Linked DNA regions of Sus scrofa: region 2 is linked to region 1. The links are chromatin contacts, called in public HiChIP or PLAC-seq maps. All regions are on one chromosome and are shown on one strand. Each heading gives the region's core, a stretch centred on a gene start, on an enhancer-like site or on the middle of the called end of the contact. The rest is flanking DNA. Distances are from core to core; before and after follow the strand shown. Region 1 overlaps SH3KBP1 (SH3 domain-containing kinase-binding protein 1). Region 2 has its middle 6.6 kb from the start of SH3KBP1.

Region 1 (4,755 bases), core at 1,506-4,005:
TTTTATCACCTTCGTTCCCCACGCACCAGGTTAGCAGGGCACCCACCCCATGAGGAGCCTTACTTTCGACGCCTCCCTGGGCCCCGGAGCACCCCGCTGCTCCCCTGGTGGCCCTCGCCCCAGCGTCCTCTTCTCGCCTCCATTTGTTCAAGTCCAAGCTTGTCCCTCTGTCCCCTCAGCCCCCAGGCTCTGCTGGAGCAGTGCTTCTCTGTGTAGGCTGCTAACGACACACTCAGAAACCTGGAGAAATTGAGAGCCTGCCCCAGCCTCGACTGCGCCCCAGGCTAATCCAGTCGGTCCCAGGGTGGCATCCAGGCCTGAGCCTTTTCTTTTTTTAATTGTCCAGGTGGCTCCACTCTGCAGCCAAGGTGGCTGAAGCAGAGTCTGCTGGCTTTTAATTGTTCTTTAATTGCTTCAAGCCTGCTCAGGCTGTGCCTCCAGAGCTTGCTACATTTTCCAGCATGGAGGCAGAGGTGGTGTGGTCCCTCTCAGCCCCTGGCAGCGCCCAGCCTAGGCCCCTGGCGCTGGCTCATTTGCTGGAACCTTTACCAGCCACTCCTTCAGCTCTTCCCGGCTGCCTGCTCAGCATCTGCTCCTCAGTCTTGAGTCCTCGCTCCTCTGCCCCAGGCTTCCTGTCACCCCCACCCCACTGCCAGGAGACCTCCCTGTCCTGTGCCTTATTCCCTTCTTTAGGGCCAAAGTGGGGAGCCACATGGAAAACCCGCTAAACTCACCATATATAGAGTGCATGCAAGTATATTTGTGCAGCACTTTTTCTTGATAAAAAACAAAAACAGAAATGGGGGTGGTGTTGGTGGTAGGGCAGGGAATAAATTGGAAACTGATTACCCAGTGATAAGAGATTGATTCACTAAATCATGAATCGCAATGCAGTAGAAGATTCTACAACAATCAAAATATTTATGAATGATTTCTAGCATCGCAGCATATCATGTTTAGTGAAATAAGCAGAATGCAATACCACATATAATGTGAACTAGGCTATCTATTTATAGAAAAAAGCCTGAAGGGAAGCATAGCAAAATACTAATAGTGCTTGTCTCCATGTGGTCAGATCATAGTTGACTTTGTTTTGTTGTTACAGTTTTATGGCTTAAAAAAATTTTTACATTGTGCACATATTACTTTTGTAATCAGAGAAAAATTAACTGGGGAGGTATTAATATCAGGTGATGGCTTTGGGCATCAATCCACGTGTGTAATTAGGAATTTCCATTCCAGACAATGTGGAGTTGGTAGAGTGCGTGGGGGTGGGGTCCGAAGGGGAATCTTTTAGGACAATAAGATTCTCTTAAAGGGAAGATTCTCTTCTCTCCAGGAAGCCCTGGAGTTCCCTTTGTGGCTCAGTGGCTAATGAATCCCACTGGGAACCACAAGAATGCGAGTTTGATCCCTGGCCGCGTTCAGTGGGTTAAGGATCTGGCGTTGCCGTGAGTTGTGGTGGTAGGTCAAAGATACAGCTCAGATCTGGCATTGCTGTGGCTCTGGGGTAGGCCAGCATCTATAGCTCTGATTAGACCCCTAACCTGGGGACCTCCATATGCTGGGGGTGAGGCCTTGGGGAAAAAAAATAGAAGGGCCCTGAGAGAGTCAGGCCTAGCAGTGAGCATCTTGGCCTGTCCCCGAGCCCACGAGCCCACTGATCTGGCTGGAGAGCTGGGGCCCTTTGGAGCTGCTTGGCTCCTGCTTGGTCTCAGGGCGTCACTGATAATTTTCTTGTGCTGTCTCTGCAGAGCATTAACCTTGGGTTCCAGTTGCTTTGCCCCATGAGATGAGTTCATACTGAGCAATTATTCATTCCCCAGGCACTAGGACAAAGTCCTGTAAGATTATCCCAGGTGTAATGTAATGTAATGGTTTGTCCCGACCAGTGACTTGTGCTTGATTTTGTATATTCCACAAAAGGAAGTCATTTGTAGACGACACCTGCCTGTTCATTAATAGAATAAAGCTGTCACATAGCCAGACCACTTATTATAGCCCCCAACAAGAGAGCTGTCCCCAAAATAAGGAGGGAAGCAAAACATACATGATTTTGATCTTTTCTGTCCTAAGCCAGCCTGTTTGCAGTTATGGCAGTTCAAGATGCTTTTAGCTGTAAATAAAAAATGTGTGACTCAAATTAGCTGAAATGGCAGGACTTGCTCATTTCACATGGCCAGAAGTATGGACACTTGCTCATTCCAGGGTTGGTGAATGGCTCACTGGGGTGGCCCGTCACCCAGGCTCTTACCGTTTTCCTGCTCTGTTATCCTCAAGATCCCCAAGAGCATCTCCCTCATGGTTCATAATAGAGTGTGTTAGTCATTTGTGCAATGGCAGGAAAAAGGCTGAAAAGTGCTGCTGCAAGAAGTAGCAGGAAGAGGCTCGAAACACGCCGGGTACACAGGTGCTTAGTGGTCGAGCCGGGATTTGAACCCAGACCACCTAGCTCCAAAGCCATGCCTATCTTAGTCTGCTAGGTTACCATAGCAGAACTTAAACAAAAGACACCTATTTCCCACAGTCCTGGAGGCCGTGAAGGCCAAGATCAAGGCACCAGTAGATCCTGTGTCTCTGGAGGACCCTCTTCCTGGTTCACTGACGCTGTCTCCTCGCTGCGTCCTCAAAGGGTGGCAGGGGCGAGGGGGCGCTAGTCTCTTTCTCTTCGTCTCAGGACACTAAGTCCCTCCACAGCTCAGGCATCTTCTTCTTACACAACAGCATCCCAAGCAGAAAGGAAGCGGAAGCAGCCACCCATATGGCCTTCTCAGCTGCTTCTCTAGGCAGAGAGGAAACTTCGTTCCCAGAGGCTCGCCGTAGACTTCCTTTTATTTCTCAGTGACCCGAATTGGGCTCCACGGCCACCTCTAAACCAACCAGAGGCCAAGAGGAGCAGGAACACCATTACTGGTGTAGCCCAGCCATGCTTCAGCTGAGCACGTTGTCCTGAAACAAAACCGGGGCTCCGTTAGAAAGGAGAGCGGGAATGGTCAGAGAAGGCAGCCCTTCATGAAACAGTCTACCTGTCAGGAAGACAGGGCGTGGCTCCATTCGCCAGCAAGGATGAGTCTCCGGGTCGGCCCCTTTCTGCCAGCCCTTCCTCTGTGCGTCACATACATACCTACACTTGATGTGTAAATCCCCAGAACTCTGTAAAAGCAGGTGACCCCTGGGCCTGACCATTTGTTGAAGGAGGTAGCCGAGTCAAGGCAAAGGCCTTCCTCTTGAACACATGCCGGATCAGCCACAGCCGATGGGAACTCTCTGAGGGCAGGCTCGTTTCTGCCACGGTCACTGGTGTAGCCTTGGCATCTAGCTCTGTATGTCGCACAGAATAGTTACTTAGTCCTGACAGAGCTAATGAATGGGCAGACTGATGGCTGAAGAAGGTAGCGTCTCCACTGAGCGATGCTTCTGGAAGCAGAATGGTGCCGGGCTCTGTGCATCATCTGGAGAAGTAGAAGCTTGCTCCCCATTTCCAGGGGCTTAATAGTCTACAGGTAGGTGGAGGTCAGAGAACGGCGGTACAACCAGAGGAGGCGGCTGCCTTCTCTTGTCTTTTGAAATCAACGACCAGCATGCACTTGCCCAAGGACATTGTACCTTGTGAGAACTGCTTATCGTGTTGTCGCACCCTCCAAAATGGACTTGGATTTGTGGAAGAAAGAGGATTCCGCCTTTAACCCCGCGTTCAGTGGCTTTCGAGGATTTCCAAATCTAGCTGTCGAGGGGGGAAAGAGAGATCACGTGGCTCTTTCCTCTGTGCTAGCTTGTTAAACCGAGGAGGAAACGATTCTTTTACTCAGTTCGAGTCACCTTTGTTGGATGAGCAAAGGGTGGAAACAGCCTTCGTCAATGATGAAGCATAGCAAGTAAGGAAAAGAGGTGTTTGGGGCGTGTTACAAGAACCTTCCCTCACTCCTATGGTTGCTCTTCAAAAAACCTGTTTTATTTTTGTTTCAGACCTAGAAGGGTTTGACTCCGTGGTGTCGTCTACTGAGAAACTCAGTCACCCAACCACAAGTCGACCCAAAGCCACGGGGAGGCGGCCTCCGTCCCAGTCGCTCACATCCGTAAGTGTCTCCTTGCGTTGCGCCAGCGGGAAAGCGGGAAAGCCTGGAGACTCTAGCTGAGGACTCCGTGCAAGTAGCTGATTGGAGGACTCACTGGGAGAGGAAGGTCATGTGACACACTGCTGAACAGGAGTGTCTGCTGGAATCAAGCAGTCTTTCTTTTTGTTCTTTTTGTCTGCCAGCGAGGTGGGAACTCGTGAGTCCCACTTTCCTTCTCTCTCCTCCCCGACTGATTCTTGTTTGAACCTGAGATGAAATTGGTAAGGAAAACATTGTCCTGTTTTATGGTGGGAAAGGCGAGCAAGGCTGGTTTGGTCTGTCCTCAAGGGAGAACTTTAAAAAAATAAAAGGCTCTGCCGCTCTACAGCACTTGGCACTGGCCGATCCTTTTTCTCTCAAAGCCCTGTCCTCGGCAGCCCTCCCCAGAACCCCACGCGGACCTTTAGGCGATGGCTTTTAAACATACGAGGCCCCGGGTCATGCAGGAAAGCATAGTCAGACGCCTCTGGATAACCCACAGAAGTTTTTGTTGGGGTCGTTTTGAATACCTTCACTGCTTATTAGAAACCTGTAACACTTTTAGTGTACCAAATTTGAGGAACAAAATGCGTAAAGATGTAAGTTACCTGTGGTCCTGCTCCGCAGAGCCGAGACCTGTTACCCTCCTGCTGTATATCCT
Region 2 (4,859 bases), core at 1,589-4,088, 330 kb before region 1:
CTGCACTCCTTCTGGAAGCTCTAGGGAAAAACCCATTGCCTTTCTTTTCCAGTTTCCAGAGGTTGCCTGCATTCCTCGGGCCCCTTACATTTTCTAAGCCAGCAACAGCTGGTCTTTCTCATGCTGCATTCCTCTGGCTCTTTTTTTGCCTCCCTGTTGCCTATTTAAGGACATTTCTGATTATATTTGGCCCACCTGGATAAACCAGGCTCCTCTCCCCTTCCCAAGGTTGGCTGATGAGCAACCTTAATTCCATCTGCAACCTTAATTCCTCTTTTCCATCTAATCTAACATATCCACAGGTTCCAGGGATTAGGATGTGGGCATCTTTGCAGGGCTGGGGGGTATTATTCTGCCCACCGCATCTGCCAGAAGTTATCAATAACATGTTCCACATACTCAATGAAATCAGATCTGCCTCCTAGAGCTCTCCATGCTGTTTCAGCTGAACTGATTGCCCACTGGTCTTGCTACAGAGTCATCCCGGGATTGTCCTGTCACTGCTCTCTTGGGTCGCACCTTTAGCTTCCCAGGTCTCGTGTCTTCCAAATTCTTAGTGAACTCCTTTTTCTGCTAGAGCACATCCTCCCAACATTTCTGAAGAAAGAGTCCATGTGAAGCATACATTTGGAGTCCTCACATGTCTGGAAATGTCATTCTTCCACCTTCACGTTTGATTAATGGTTTGGCTGAGTGTAGAATTCTAGGTTGTGGATCCTTTACTCAGAATTTTGAAGGTATTGGTCCATTATCTTCCAACTTTTAGAGATCTTATTGAGAACTCTCATACTATTCTGATCCCTAATCCTTTTGTTAAGCAACTTGCTTGTTCACTATGGAAGCTTTTATGATTTATCGCTAGTGTTCTGAATTTCATGAGAATATGTCTTGGTGTGACCTTTTGTGTCGTCTTTTTTCATTCATTGTCCTGGACACTTGATGGACCCTTTCCATCTGGAGACAATTGTCCTTCAATTTAGGGACACTTTCTTGTATTATTAATTTGATAATTGCAGTCTTTCCATTTATTCATTTACTTTTTTCCTGGAGTGCATGTAAGTTGGCTATTGGACCTTCTGGACTGATTCTCTTTATTTCCTATCCTTTCTGTTCTATTTTCCATATCATTGTCTTTTATTTTACGTCCTGGGAGACTTCCTTGGCTTTATATAACTCTACTATTCCATTTATAAAATGTTGGCTATCATATTTTATATTTCCAAGATCTTTCTCTTCCTTTGATGACAAGAACTTTGCCTTCTCTATCCCCTCCTCCCTCCCATCCTCCCTCTCTCCCTTTCTCTGTCTCTCTGTTTTTGTGTCCTGTCCTTGTTTTATGGATGGAAAATCTTCCCTTAACATTCTGAGGATCTTTCACTGTTTCAGGTTTGTTTTGGTCCTTATATAGTATTTATTTTATTAAAAAATTTTTATTCAGGTAACATTAGTTTATAACAGTGTTTCATGTGTACAGCATTATATTTCTACTTCTTTACACCCTACACTATGCTCACCACCAAAACCTTAGTTCCCATCCATCGTCATACACTTGACCCCCTTTACTCATTTTGTCCTCCCCCCTTCCCACTCTGGTAATGACTACTCTGTTTTCCCTTTCTGTTTGTTTTTGTTTGGTTTTATTTATTCACTTATTTTGCTTTCCTGTTTGTTTTTTTGATTCCACATATGAGTGAAATCATACAGTATTTGTGTTTTCCCATCTGACTTATTTCACTTAGCATAATACTCTCGAGGTCTCATCCGCGTTGTCAAAAATGGCAAGATTTCATCTTGTTTGTGGCTGAGTAGTATTTCATTGTATATAGGTACCACATCTTTATCCTTTCATCCATCGGTGGGCACTTAAGGTCATTTCAATCTTTTAGTGTTTTTGGTTGTTGATAAATCTTCTTCTGTTCCCGTTGTACTTGTTTTTTCCCCTTAGTTCCTTTTTCTTGGTATATGTCTGTCTCTTTCCTTCACAGCAGAGATGATTCGGAAATATATGTTGATCTTTGACTGTTGGTACTGAACACTGAGCCACCTAAAAGCCTTTTGGCCATCCTGTGAGCCTGGCAGGGCTCTGGTGAGGGGTGACGGAGCAGTGTCATTTGGGTCCTGGCAGGAAACAGGTGCTGCCCTTAAACTGGGCCATTGAGAAGGGTTTAATAAGGAATCATTTATGAAAAGGTGGGCAGGGTTCAGGGGAAACAGCAAAGACTAAATGAGTATGCTGTAGCCCAAGGGCAGAAGGAGGGAGTCATGTTTGGAACTCCACCAGGTCTCCACAGGGGAAGGGCAGGGGGCAGGAGCTGTGGTCTTCAGCATAAGGACACAGCCAGTCAGTGACATGGAAGGGGGGGCGCGTGAAGGGACTGTATCCCCTGACTTCTCTCTCCTCATCCCTGCCGGTGCATTGCACTGGATGAACCTGACACAAAGCCATCCATACTTCCAATGCCCAGAGCAGGCTGGAGGAGGACCAAGGGTGGAAAAGGAAGGCCTTCTGCCTAGCCTGCTATCAGTCTGGGTCCATCAGCAGAACACAAGTCACGCTGCATGTTTCAGATATAAAAGACCAGAGGTAGAATTAAGGGCTTGCTTGGGGGTTGGAAGAGCTGGAGGGGGTGGTGAGGGTAGAGGTCAGGGATGTTGCCCAAGAGGTCAGAGGAGCAGACGCTTGAATGCCTTGGCCCCAAACTCCACAGTTGGATGCTGCAGCAATTCTCAAGGATCTCCAAGGAGATTCTCCCACCAACTGCTCCAGTTTATAGTGGCAAACTGCTCTCAACAGCTTAACAGGAAGCCACTGTGAAGCCCATCCGCCCACGTGTCTGGTTTCCACAATCACCAGGGAACTAGTGTTTGGTTTCAGTTTCTTGTGCATCTGCATCTGGGGAATCTCTGTTCTTGGCCCCTTTGATTTTTCTGGAGAGGGAACCTCCTATCCCCTGCCTGTAGCTCGGTCACTAGAGTTCTGGAAAGTCTTGGGATTCATGTCTAGTGGAGGAAGGTAAGGTGAGGACTGAGAGTCCAGCCACTCAGTGTACAAAGGGAGACACTGTCCCCCTGACCACAGCCCTGAGCCTTGCCTGAATTTTGCTCAGCCCAAGTGCCCCCTTCTTGGGGTCAGCTGCAGACCCCTATTTGGTGGCTTCCTGCTACCTCTCATACCCTTCCCGGGCTGCCTTTTGAATGCCAGCATCACCTTGAAATGCCTAGTCTTATGCTGCTTCCTCTCCTCTTCTCCTTGTCGTCGTGGGTGGAGTCCCTCTTTATTCCTTTATCATCATCTTTCTGGTATTTGAGGGGGAAAGATGGTGACACAAGTAGCCAGTGTGCTAGGAAGAACTAGAAATGTGTATTTCTTTAGACTGCTATAGGAGTTCCCGTCGTGGCGCAGCGGTTAACGAATCTGACTAGGAACCATGAGGTTGCGGGTTTGATCCCTGGCCTTGCTCAGTGGGTTAAGGATCCGGCATCGCTGTGAGCTGTGGTGTAGGTCACAGACGCAGCTCAGATCCTGAGTTGCTGTGGCTCTAGTGCTAGGCCGGCGGCTACAGCCCCGATTAGAGCCCTAGCCTGGGACCCTCCATATGCCGCATATGAGCAGCCCTAGAAAAGGCAAACACACACACACACACACACACGACTGCTACAAATTGTCAGAGTAGATGCTTACTTTAAGCTCCTGTAATAATAATATTTGAATGTTTGTTCAATTATAGTCATTATTTATTCTAAGATATTCAAATAAGGAAAACTATGAGATAATATAACAACTTTTACAAACAAACTTTTTCATTACTAAAATTATGGTCATTAAAGAAAATCTGGAGCAATGCCAGACATCACACTAAGCACTTGGCAAGCATTAGCCCCTTATAGCCTCATGCCAACCCATTTTCCAGATGAGGAGCCTGAGACACAGCGATGTTCAGAATGCTCCCAAGATGGTGTCCCAGTTAGTACCAAGTGAAGCCTGAATCATTCATCCTCAGGCCGGGCACCTGCATTCGCTGCAGGCTCAGAAAATACAACGGGAAAGAACCAACTACAGCTATGTGATTCCAGATGAGCTTTTAACCTTTTGGAGTATTGCTGCCAAAGCTTTTAAAGTATTTTCTAAGTTAAAATGTGATTGTCAGTAAAAGGTATGTGAAGATAGGTATTTCGGGTTTTATCACTTGGTGTCATGTCATAAGCCTTTTGTATATGTAGAAATTTCATTCCAAGCATCCACTTAAATTTTATATTAAGGCCATAGAACAGGAATTTTCAACCATGAAAAAAAAATTGGATCGCTTTGTTCCCCTTCCGACAACTCTGTAGTTTCTAAGGGAATCAGACACAGCCGTCTTTACCTTGCCAGACGACCTGCCTCTCTCCTGCCAAGGGACATAAGGGCATTTAGCCTCTCTGAACTCGAGTCTCCTCACTCGTAAAATAGGGAGAGTGACAACTTCCACTGTTGTCATGAGAATTGAAAAGAGGATAAAAGCGTATCACAGCTGCCCACTTCTCCATAAACGGGAGGGATTATCTTAAGATAGATTTTTCAAAAGATAGCTAACACACTGTATTTCTGTGTAAGGTTGAACCTTTTTACTCCTTTCTTTGGGCACTAAGAAAAGGTTGAAATATTTAGGGAGTTTCCTTGTGCTACAGTGGTTAAGGATGCAGCATTGTTACTGCAGAGGCTCAGGTTGCTGCTGTGGCACAAGTTTGATCCCTGGCCCAGGAACTTCCACATGCCTCAGGAAAATTAAAAAAAAATAAAATAAAGGAAATTTTAATACCCCCCCTCAGAAAAAAAGAAAAAAAGAAAAGGTTGAGTCTCTATTTGATAGGCCACTTGT

What was found. HiChIP or PLAC-seq counts read pairs in DNA pulled down with a chosen protein or histone mark.
Region 2: a contact with region 1 is called in an H3K27ac HiChIP or PLAC-seq map of alveolar macrophages. The contact joins two enhancer-like sites. A contact is called at or near these places in 3 of 5 promoter capture datasets (fetal skeletal muscle, liver and skeletal muscle), 12 of 47 Hi-C or Micro-C datasets (alveolar macrophages, embryonic fibroblasts, fetal liver and 7 more) and 2 of 2 datasets of contacts at active chromatin or transcription factors (alveolar macrophages and skeletal muscle).

What each region holds. Positions count from the first base shown.
Region 1 is chrX:15,901,526-15,906,280 of Sscrofa11.1, reverse strand. It overlaps SH3KBP1 (SH3 domain-containing kinase-binding protein 1), which reads left to right. Exons shown (of 18, transcript XM_013985983.2): 14 at 3,967-4,076. Among named protein-coding and RNA genes, the nearest start is that of MAP3K15, 37 kb to the right of the region's middle. Within about 2 kb of position 2,755, at least 1 of the 83 cell types and tissues checked has an H3K27ac peak or open chromatin away from gene starts, as enhancers often do. A contact at or near this core is called in alveolar macrophages, where this site is marked.
Region 2 is chrX:16,233,365-16,238,223 of Sscrofa11.1, reverse strand. No RefSeq gene overlaps it. Among named protein-coding and RNA genes, the nearest start is that of SH3KBP1, 6.6 kb to the right of the region's middle. Within about 2 kb of position 2,838, at least 4 of the 83 cell types and tissues checked have an H3K27ac peak or open chromatin away from gene starts, as enhancers often do. A contact at or near this core is called in alveolar macrophages, where this site is marked.